Linked DNA regions of Sus scrofa: region 2 is linked to region 1. Evidence: chromatin contacts called from public HiChIP or PLAC-seq data. All regions are on one chromosome and are shown on one strand. Each heading gives the region's core, a stretch centred on a gene start, on an enhancer-like site or on the middle of the called end of the contact. The rest is flanking DNA. Distances are from core to core; before and after follow the strand shown.

Region 1 (3,696 bases), core at 854-3,353:
TCCAAGTTTATAAGAGTTCTTTTTATTCCTCTTTTCCAGATGAGGAAACAGAGGCACAGGGCAGTTAAATAACTTGCTTAAGATTCCACAGCTATCAAGTGCCACGCTGGGGTTTGACCAGTTTTGGCTCCAGAGGCTGCTTGCTTGGCCCAGTCTGCTGGCTGCCCCTGGAGCTGGGCCGGGGTCCTGCCCTGGTTCTAATGGGGGGAGACGAATGAGTCAATGATGGGCAATTATAGTCCCGGGTAACACAAACAATGAGGAGGAAGGGAAGGGAGGATAGGGGGAAACTGAGGCCAGGCTAGTCCAGCCTAGGGCATTTTCTAGAATTCAAAACCCTAATCTGAGCCCCGGAGAATGGTGGGCACGTTGTCCAGCTGAAGGGCTGGAAAGGGCTCCAGAGGGAGAACAGGAAAGGCCTTGAGGTGAGAGAAGAGGCCTGTTCAGGGCAAGGGGAGCATTTCCAAGTTGGGAGAGAGGCTGGAGTCAGGCCCCGATTCACGGAGGAGACCTCCCAGCACCTGGGGTTCAAGCCCGCCCAGTGAATTCCTTTGCCCGCCAATCCTGACCCCCATTCTGGCCTCTTTCACACGGGGCATCAGAGATAGAAGAAGGCATATGCTCTCTGGGACTTTCTTTTTCCTCCTCTGGAAAACAGACATGGAAATCCCCTCTCTGTCCCTTCCCAGGGTGTGATGGGGGCCAGCGAGGTGTGGATGCTAACTGGAAAGGATGCAGGCACAGGGATGGCCCTGGTTCCCAACCTCTCCAGCCACCTTCCTTTCCCCGCCTCCCCTGCCCGTTTCCCACCCAGAGGAGGACCCAGGAACAGGCGTGGGGTCAGAAGCCCCTGACCGGCCGCAGAAATAGGCACTACCTCCCGTGGAAGGCAAAGGGCCGACCATGGGAGCCCAAACCCCCAGCCTCCTCCCAAGACTGGGGTGGATCCTGGCAACGCCCTGCTCCCCACAGTTGACCCCAACAAGGAGAGACGCGAGGCTGTAAAGCTGAAAATTACCAAGTACCTGCGGCGGGCAGAGGAGATCTTTAATTGCCACCTGCAGAGGACGCTGGGCAGCGGAGCCAGCTCTGGCACGGTGAGGAGACCCCAGAGGCCTGAGGGCCCTGAGGAGGGAGAGCTGAGGCCTCCACCACCTGCGCCCCCAGTCCAGAGAGCTGTCACCTGCCTCCCGCGTGGCAGGGCAGACGGTGGAGAGTGCAGGGCAGCCCTCCCGCCCGCCTCCTCCTGGCTTCCTGTCTCTCCCACACGCTCCATGGTTCATTCATTTTCAAACACTCAAGGAATCGTCTCTAGTCCAGTCTCACGTCCGCACACAATGCGCGCGCCCGCGCACACACACACCCCTCCCCACTCTCACATGTGGCCCATACACATGCTTGCCCATGTGCGCACTCAGGCTCCCAGATCTATTTGTGTTTGGCTGGGCTGCAGTGAGTATTTAGAGCAGATGCAGATACCCGCGTGCGCACATACACACAGAGACACACATGAATACAGTCACATGCAGATGTGCAAAGTCCTCTCCCTGCAGGGCTTTTCCTAACCCAGTGGGCACTCAGAGGGGCTTGAAAACGCCTGCACACTTCTCATGCCCACAGACGTGCAGACACACACATGCCACCCCCTCTAGGCTCGCTGCACCTTGCAAGCTGCTTCCTCCAAAGCAGGTGCCAGGGCCACATGCCTTGGTCTCGGAGGCCTGTTCCCAGAGACACACACATTCTGAGGCTATTTCCCCACCCCGGGAGCATCTGCCGCCTGGGGATGGAGCTTCTGAGAGGGGGTTTCTGAAGCCCTGAGAACTCCCTGGCCTGGGAGGAGGGCTGGGTGGAGGATGAGCTGAGAGGGTGACCTGGCCGCCCTGGTCCAAGGCCAGCTTCACTCAGTCTGTCCCTGTGAGGTGGGGTCTGCCTGTACCCGGGTCCTGCCTTCTGTGGCCACTGCTCTCCTGGCAGCCCGGGCCCTGCGCATGGCCTGAGGCTGCCATGTGACTCTCCATCTCCGCAGGGTTTCAGCAGCCTGAGGCTCCGGCCCATCCGCACACTGAGCTCTGCCCTGGAGCAGCTGAGGGGCTGCAGGGTGGTTGCAGTCATTGAGAAGGTGAGTGACCACCGAGGCCGAAGGTGCGGGAGGAGATGGTGTGCGTGACTGGGGGGAGAAAGGGCAGCCACCCCTGCTTCCCGAGAGGATGTTGGCCAGGGGTCAGAGGGTCCAAGGGGAGAACAGCCTTGGGATCCAGTGGTTCCCCATCCCCCACTCCATCCCAGCACACACCAGTCAGGCCTGGAAAGGAAAAAGTGAGGAACAAGCAGAGGCAGACAGCTCCACTGCACAGCCCTCCAGCTCAGACACAGCAAGCCGCTCCCCCGGAGATTCAAGACAGAAGCCACAGGAGAAGCTGTGGCCAGGGCACCCGGCCAGCATGCGCTGCCCTGCTGGCTCCCACTTCCCACTTCCCGCAGGCCCCGCCCCGCACTCGCTCTGCACCCCGGGGCTGCAGCCAAGAGTCTCCCCACCCGGCATAGCCCAGAAGTGCCTGTGGTGGGAATGTGCTTGATCTCCAGAAACCTGTCCTGCAGAGGGTCCCGCAGCTCTGCCCGCTCTCTCCTGGCCCTGCCCCTCCCCCCATCCTGACATGATGGATCCAGGATCTTTTCCCTCAATTCAGGGACAAGAAGATACGAGCTTGGAGTTCCCACCGTGGCACAGTGGTTAACGAATCCTACTAGGAACCATGAGGTTTGTGGGTTCGATCCCCGGCCTTGCTAAGTGGGTTAAAGATCTGGCATTGCCGTGAGCTGTGGTGTAGGTCACAGATGTGGCTCAGATCCTGAGTTGCTGTGGCTCTGGCTTAGGCCGGTGGCTATAGCTCCAATTAGACCCCTAGCCTGGGAACCTCCATATGTCGCAGGAGCGGCCCTAGAAAAGGCAAAAAAAAAAAAAAAAACAGATAGGGGTGCACAGCCCAACCTGAACTTGGGACACTCATCAGAAGGACAAACAGCTGGGTCAGATGAGATTTGAGCCCATAATCCTTCTGCCCCAACCAGGGATCCCTGAGTATTTGCTGAAGGTTTTTTTTTTTTTTTTCCTCTCAAACTGGCTGCTTATCAGAATCACCTGGGGGAGTTTCCTAACACTACAGACATCTGGGCCCGTCCCGAACCCGTTGAGTCAGAATTTCTAGGGTTGAGCCTAGGCATCTGTAATTTAAAACACTCGTGGAAGATTTGCACGCATCTGGGAGCCCACAGAGAAAAAGCGACCAGCGTGTGCTCCCCCACACTCCAGGGATGATGTGCTGGCTGGGCTGGCAACGCGTGGCCGTGGGCAAGCCCCTTCCCCTCCCTGGGCGCTGGTTTCCTCATCTGAAAGTGGGTAAGGACCCTCCCACCCGAGGTGATCTGGGAACTAAAATGAAATAACTTTTGGGAAAGGCCTGGCACACGCTAAAGCATTTGATGCAAGTTTGATGGCTGTGAAGGCTAATGACAAGAGCAGGTCAGAGGCAAGCAAGCTTTCCTCCAGCTGCTGCTCCCAGGTCCCTGGAACAAGCCCCAGTCCATCAGCCAAGGTCCAGCCAGCTTCCATCTGCCCAGCCCTTCCTTCCCAGTGCGCTAGTCCGCGTGGCTTACTGAGGAGGTGACGGCCACCACCGTTGCCCCGTGTGGGAT
Region 2 (3,696 bases), core at 846-3,345, 480 kb before region 1:
GTGGTACCAGTTCCGGGCATCTGGGTCAGTCAACACAAGGGTCTAACCTCAGTTAGAGGCGGGGACCTTGGCTCCACCCACCGTCTCTGGCCTTCCAGGGATCTGGGCTGCCCCCTGGTCATCTGGGTTTAGGGAGGGGGCATTGGATAGGAGGCAGGGAGGAGCAGAGGGGTCAAGGCCACCTGGGCGGATGCCAGCGAGTCCACGCTGTTTCTGCAGGCATTTGAGGGTGTCTCCCAGGCCAGGAGCACACAAGCTGCCAAAGAACAAAGGCCAATACCCCACCCCGGCCACTGCCTGGCTCACCCGCTGCAGAAACTCCGTCCGCTCCTTCTTCTTGTTCCGGCATCGGGCCGCCGCGACTTTGTTCTTCTCCCGACGCCTTTTCCTCCGCTCCTCTTCCTCGTCTAGCTGCGAGGGCAAAGAGCCACTGATGAGACACTGGTGTCTGAGGACAGGGACAACCTAACCCATAGCCCCAGGGAGTCAGCCACCCTGCCAACGGCCGGCCTCTGGGCAGGCGGGGGGCCCTGATTCCCAGCCAGCCCGGTGAGGCTCCGGGAGCAGGTGCGTCCCTGGGAGGAGCCAGTGCCCCAGGAGGGCAAGGCCTCCTGGGTTCTGCCAGAGTTCAGGAGGCCCAGAGCCTGGCAATCTCCTCACCCAGAGGTGACACCCAATGGGGCGGTGGTGGTCTGTTCCCTTGCCCAGCCCCACCCTCTGGGCACTATTTTCCAGGCCAGCAGCTCCCAGGCACTTCCTTTCGAAACACATGGGGCAGGAGTGTTGCTTTCACCTTCCGCCTCCACCCACTTTCCCTCCCTGAAGCGCCTGAGTCTTCCCTCAGGTCTATCTCCTGGTGATGGGATAGTTTCCCCCACCCCTCAACTGGGCTTCCTCCTTCTCTTGGCCTCTGCATGTTTGTTTGTTTGTTTGTTTTTACTTTTTATGGCTGCACCTGTGGCATATGGAGGGTCCCAGGCTAGGGGTCGAATCAGAGTCAAAGCTCCTAGCCTACGCCACAGCCACAGCAACGCCAGATCCTTAACCCACTGAGGGAGGCCAGGGATCTGAACTCGCATCCTCATGGATACCAGTCAGATGCTTAACGTGCTGAGCCACAAGGGAACTCCTGCAGGTTTTTCCCCCAGGAGACCCACTTGCAGCCCAGGATCCCAGGGGCTCCTCAAAGCTCCCTGCTTGGGATATAGGCAGAGGGGCCTCTGGAGCCTCTGGGCTTGCTTCTGCCCCAGAAAGGCCAGGAAATTCACCAAGCATGAGTGGGGAGGAGGAAGCCCACCAACACAGACTTCCGAAGTTGCACCTACCATGGTTTCATCAATAATAACAACCAGAGCTGCCCTTTAGTTGCCTACTTTGCTACATGCTTTCAACGCAGGCCATGTAATCCTCACTATCAAAGCCTGATGAGAAAGGTACTATGACTGCCCCCATTTTACAGATGGTGAGACTGAGGCTCAACAGCTTGGTTTGTCCAAGGCCCTCCCTACAGCTCGGAAACAGTGACATCAGGATTCCAACGCAGATTACCCTGACTTCAGCTTTCCTGTCCTCGACCCCTGGCCCACATGGCCCCTGCCCATCAAGATCACTTGGAGGTGGTGCCTTTTACTGTCCATCTCCCACCAGGACAATCTGGAGGACACACAGGACCAGCCGGGCTGCAACGGCCTGGAGTCCGAGGCCGCTGGAGAAGCCGTTGGGTTGCCCTGGGCTTGCCAACTCTCTCACTTCTGGAGCCCGTGGGGGTGCTGCTGGCAGCCCGAGGCCTGGAACAAGGTCTCAGCCGAAAGGGCTTCAGGCCAGGAAAGTAAACAGCCTCTCTGCCTGCACTCCCGGCATGCTCCGGGAGCTCAGGACCCAGGGCCTGGGCCGGAGACCAGCCCCCACGGCCCTCAGCCCAGGCCCTGGCAGGGCCGCCCCTTCCTCTCCTCCACCACCCAGAGCGTCTCCCTGACCCCCTCCCACCCTGCCTGGGAGGCTGGCTGGCGAGGCGCCTTGTCAACACGGCCGCACCCAAGCACCTCCCAGCCCCTTGGCCTCCTTTGAAACAGAACCAGAAGTGACAGCTCCTCTGGCTGACCGCATCTGGGGAAATAGAAACCCGGACAAAGTTGATTCCGCCCAACCTCTACCTCACCCCCAACAAGGCCGAGGTAACCGTGACGACAGGCAGAGGGAAGGAACTGGAGGAAGCGGCTGGCAGTGCAATCTCCCCTCGGCCCAGAGGGTTTGCCCACAAACTGCCAAGGTGATGTGTGCAACCTGGGCCCTGCCGGGCTCATAGGGCCTCAGGCCCCTCCCTGTAGCAAGCCCGCGCTTCTGGCAGAGCCACCGATTCCTAGGAGACACAACCTCTGTCCTCCGAGACCCAGCTCCCCACCCTGCTCCTGGGCAGGGCCTCATCCTACAAAAAGTTGGGGACCGGAGCTCCCGTCGTGGCTCAGCGGAAATGAATCTGACTAGCATCCATGAGGACACAGCAGGTTCCATCCCTGGCCTTGCTCAGTGGGTTGAGGATACAGTGTTGCTGTGAGCTCTAGTGTAGATCGCAGACGTGGCTCGGATCCTGCGTTGCGGTGGCTGTGGTGTAGACTGGCGGCTACAGCTCTGATTCAACCCCTAGCCTGGGAATTTCCATATGCTGCGGGTGAGGCCCTGAAAAGACAAAAAAAAAAAGAAAGAAAGAAAGAAAGAAAAATAAAGTTGGGGCCCACAGAAGCTACTCTAGCAGCAGATGCAAGCAGTTCAGTCCTGGAAGTTTGAGAGATCAACCGGGCCAGTGTGACAGCCAGGTGAGGGCTGTCCCAGCCCTCTGCAGCCATGTCAGTGCCCTCCTGCCATCACCCTCTACTTCAAAGTCTCACCCTACTCGAAGCCATCCAAGCCCTCCTGCAATGACCCTCTTTCCCCACTTATAAACTCCTCCAACCTTCAAGAGCAAATGTCACCTCCTCCAGGAAGCCCCTTTGACTCCCCAATAGAATGAACTGCTTTTGCTGTGCTGCTACAGCACTTGGAGTTCCCCAGTGTAAGAGTCTCTATCATGCCCCATCCTTAGTCTCTGCTTATGAGGGAAGCTGTCTTCCCCGCTAATCTGGAGGATGGGGGACCTGGGCATCGCCAGTACCTGGCATAGATCAGGACACTTAGGAGGGGCGCAGCCAATGTCAATCAAATGAATGAACAGAATAAAAGAGTCAAGAGAACGATGCTTACAGGCTTGGATTCTATACTTCTAAATGGAATTTACTGCCTGTATTTGCATCTGCCTAACCTTTTCTCCAGTGCTTATAAGGAGCTTTCTTGGCCAGGGAAAGCTCTGTTTGCCAGAGGCCAGCAAAGCTTGGGGACTGGGTGCTGCCTTTAGCAGAAGCACAAGGGCCCAAGATAGAGTCAAGATACAGGGTGCAGTCTGCTGATGGCTGTGGCAGGTCTGCACAGGTCCCAAGCAGACCCCGAAAGTCTGGCTTTAAGTCCATCCTGGGCCTTTCCAGCCCTGTGTCCTGCCTGGGCTCACATCTCCCAATAAGACAAGAAATGGCCCCAAAGCCCCCCTGCTACACTTTCACCTTGAAACTGTGTTGCATCTCCCCCAAATCCCTCTGCTGCTGGTTAAGAGCCTCCCAGAGGACACACCGAAAACAGATGCCGAGGTCTTGCTGGAATTAAGACGGG

What was found. HiChIP or PLAC-seq counts read pairs in DNA pulled down with a chosen protein or histone mark.
Region 2: a contact with region 1 is called in an H3K27ac HiChIP or PLAC-seq map of alveolar macrophages. The contact joins two enhancer-like sites. A contact is called at or near these places in 2 of 2 datasets of contacts at active chromatin or transcription factors (alveolar macrophages and skeletal muscle).

The regions. Positions count from the first base shown.
Region 1 is chr7:98,125,993-98,129,688 of Sscrofa11.1, reverse strand. RPS6KL1 (ribosomal protein S6 kinase-like 1) reads left to right here. Exons shown (of 11, transcript XM_013989171.2): 3 at 973-1,097; 4 at 2,030-2,122. Among named protein-coding and RNA genes, the nearest start is that of RPS6KL1, 13 kb to the left of the region's middle. Within about 2 kb of position 2,103, at least 15 of the 83 cell types and tissues checked have an H3K27ac peak or open chromatin away from gene starts, as enhancers often do. A contact at or near this core is called in alveolar macrophages, where this site is marked.
Region 2 is chr7:98,603,425-98,607,120 of Sscrofa11.1, reverse strand. It overlaps JDP2 (jun dimerization protein 2), which reads right to left. Exons shown (of 4, transcript XM_021099535.1): 3 at 307-411. Among named protein-coding and RNA genes, the nearest start is that of JDP2, 31 kb to the right of the region's middle. Within about 2 kb of position 2,095, at least 45 of the 83 cell types and tissues checked have an H3K27ac peak or open chromatin away from gene starts, as enhancers often do. A contact at or near this core is called in alveolar macrophages, where this site is marked.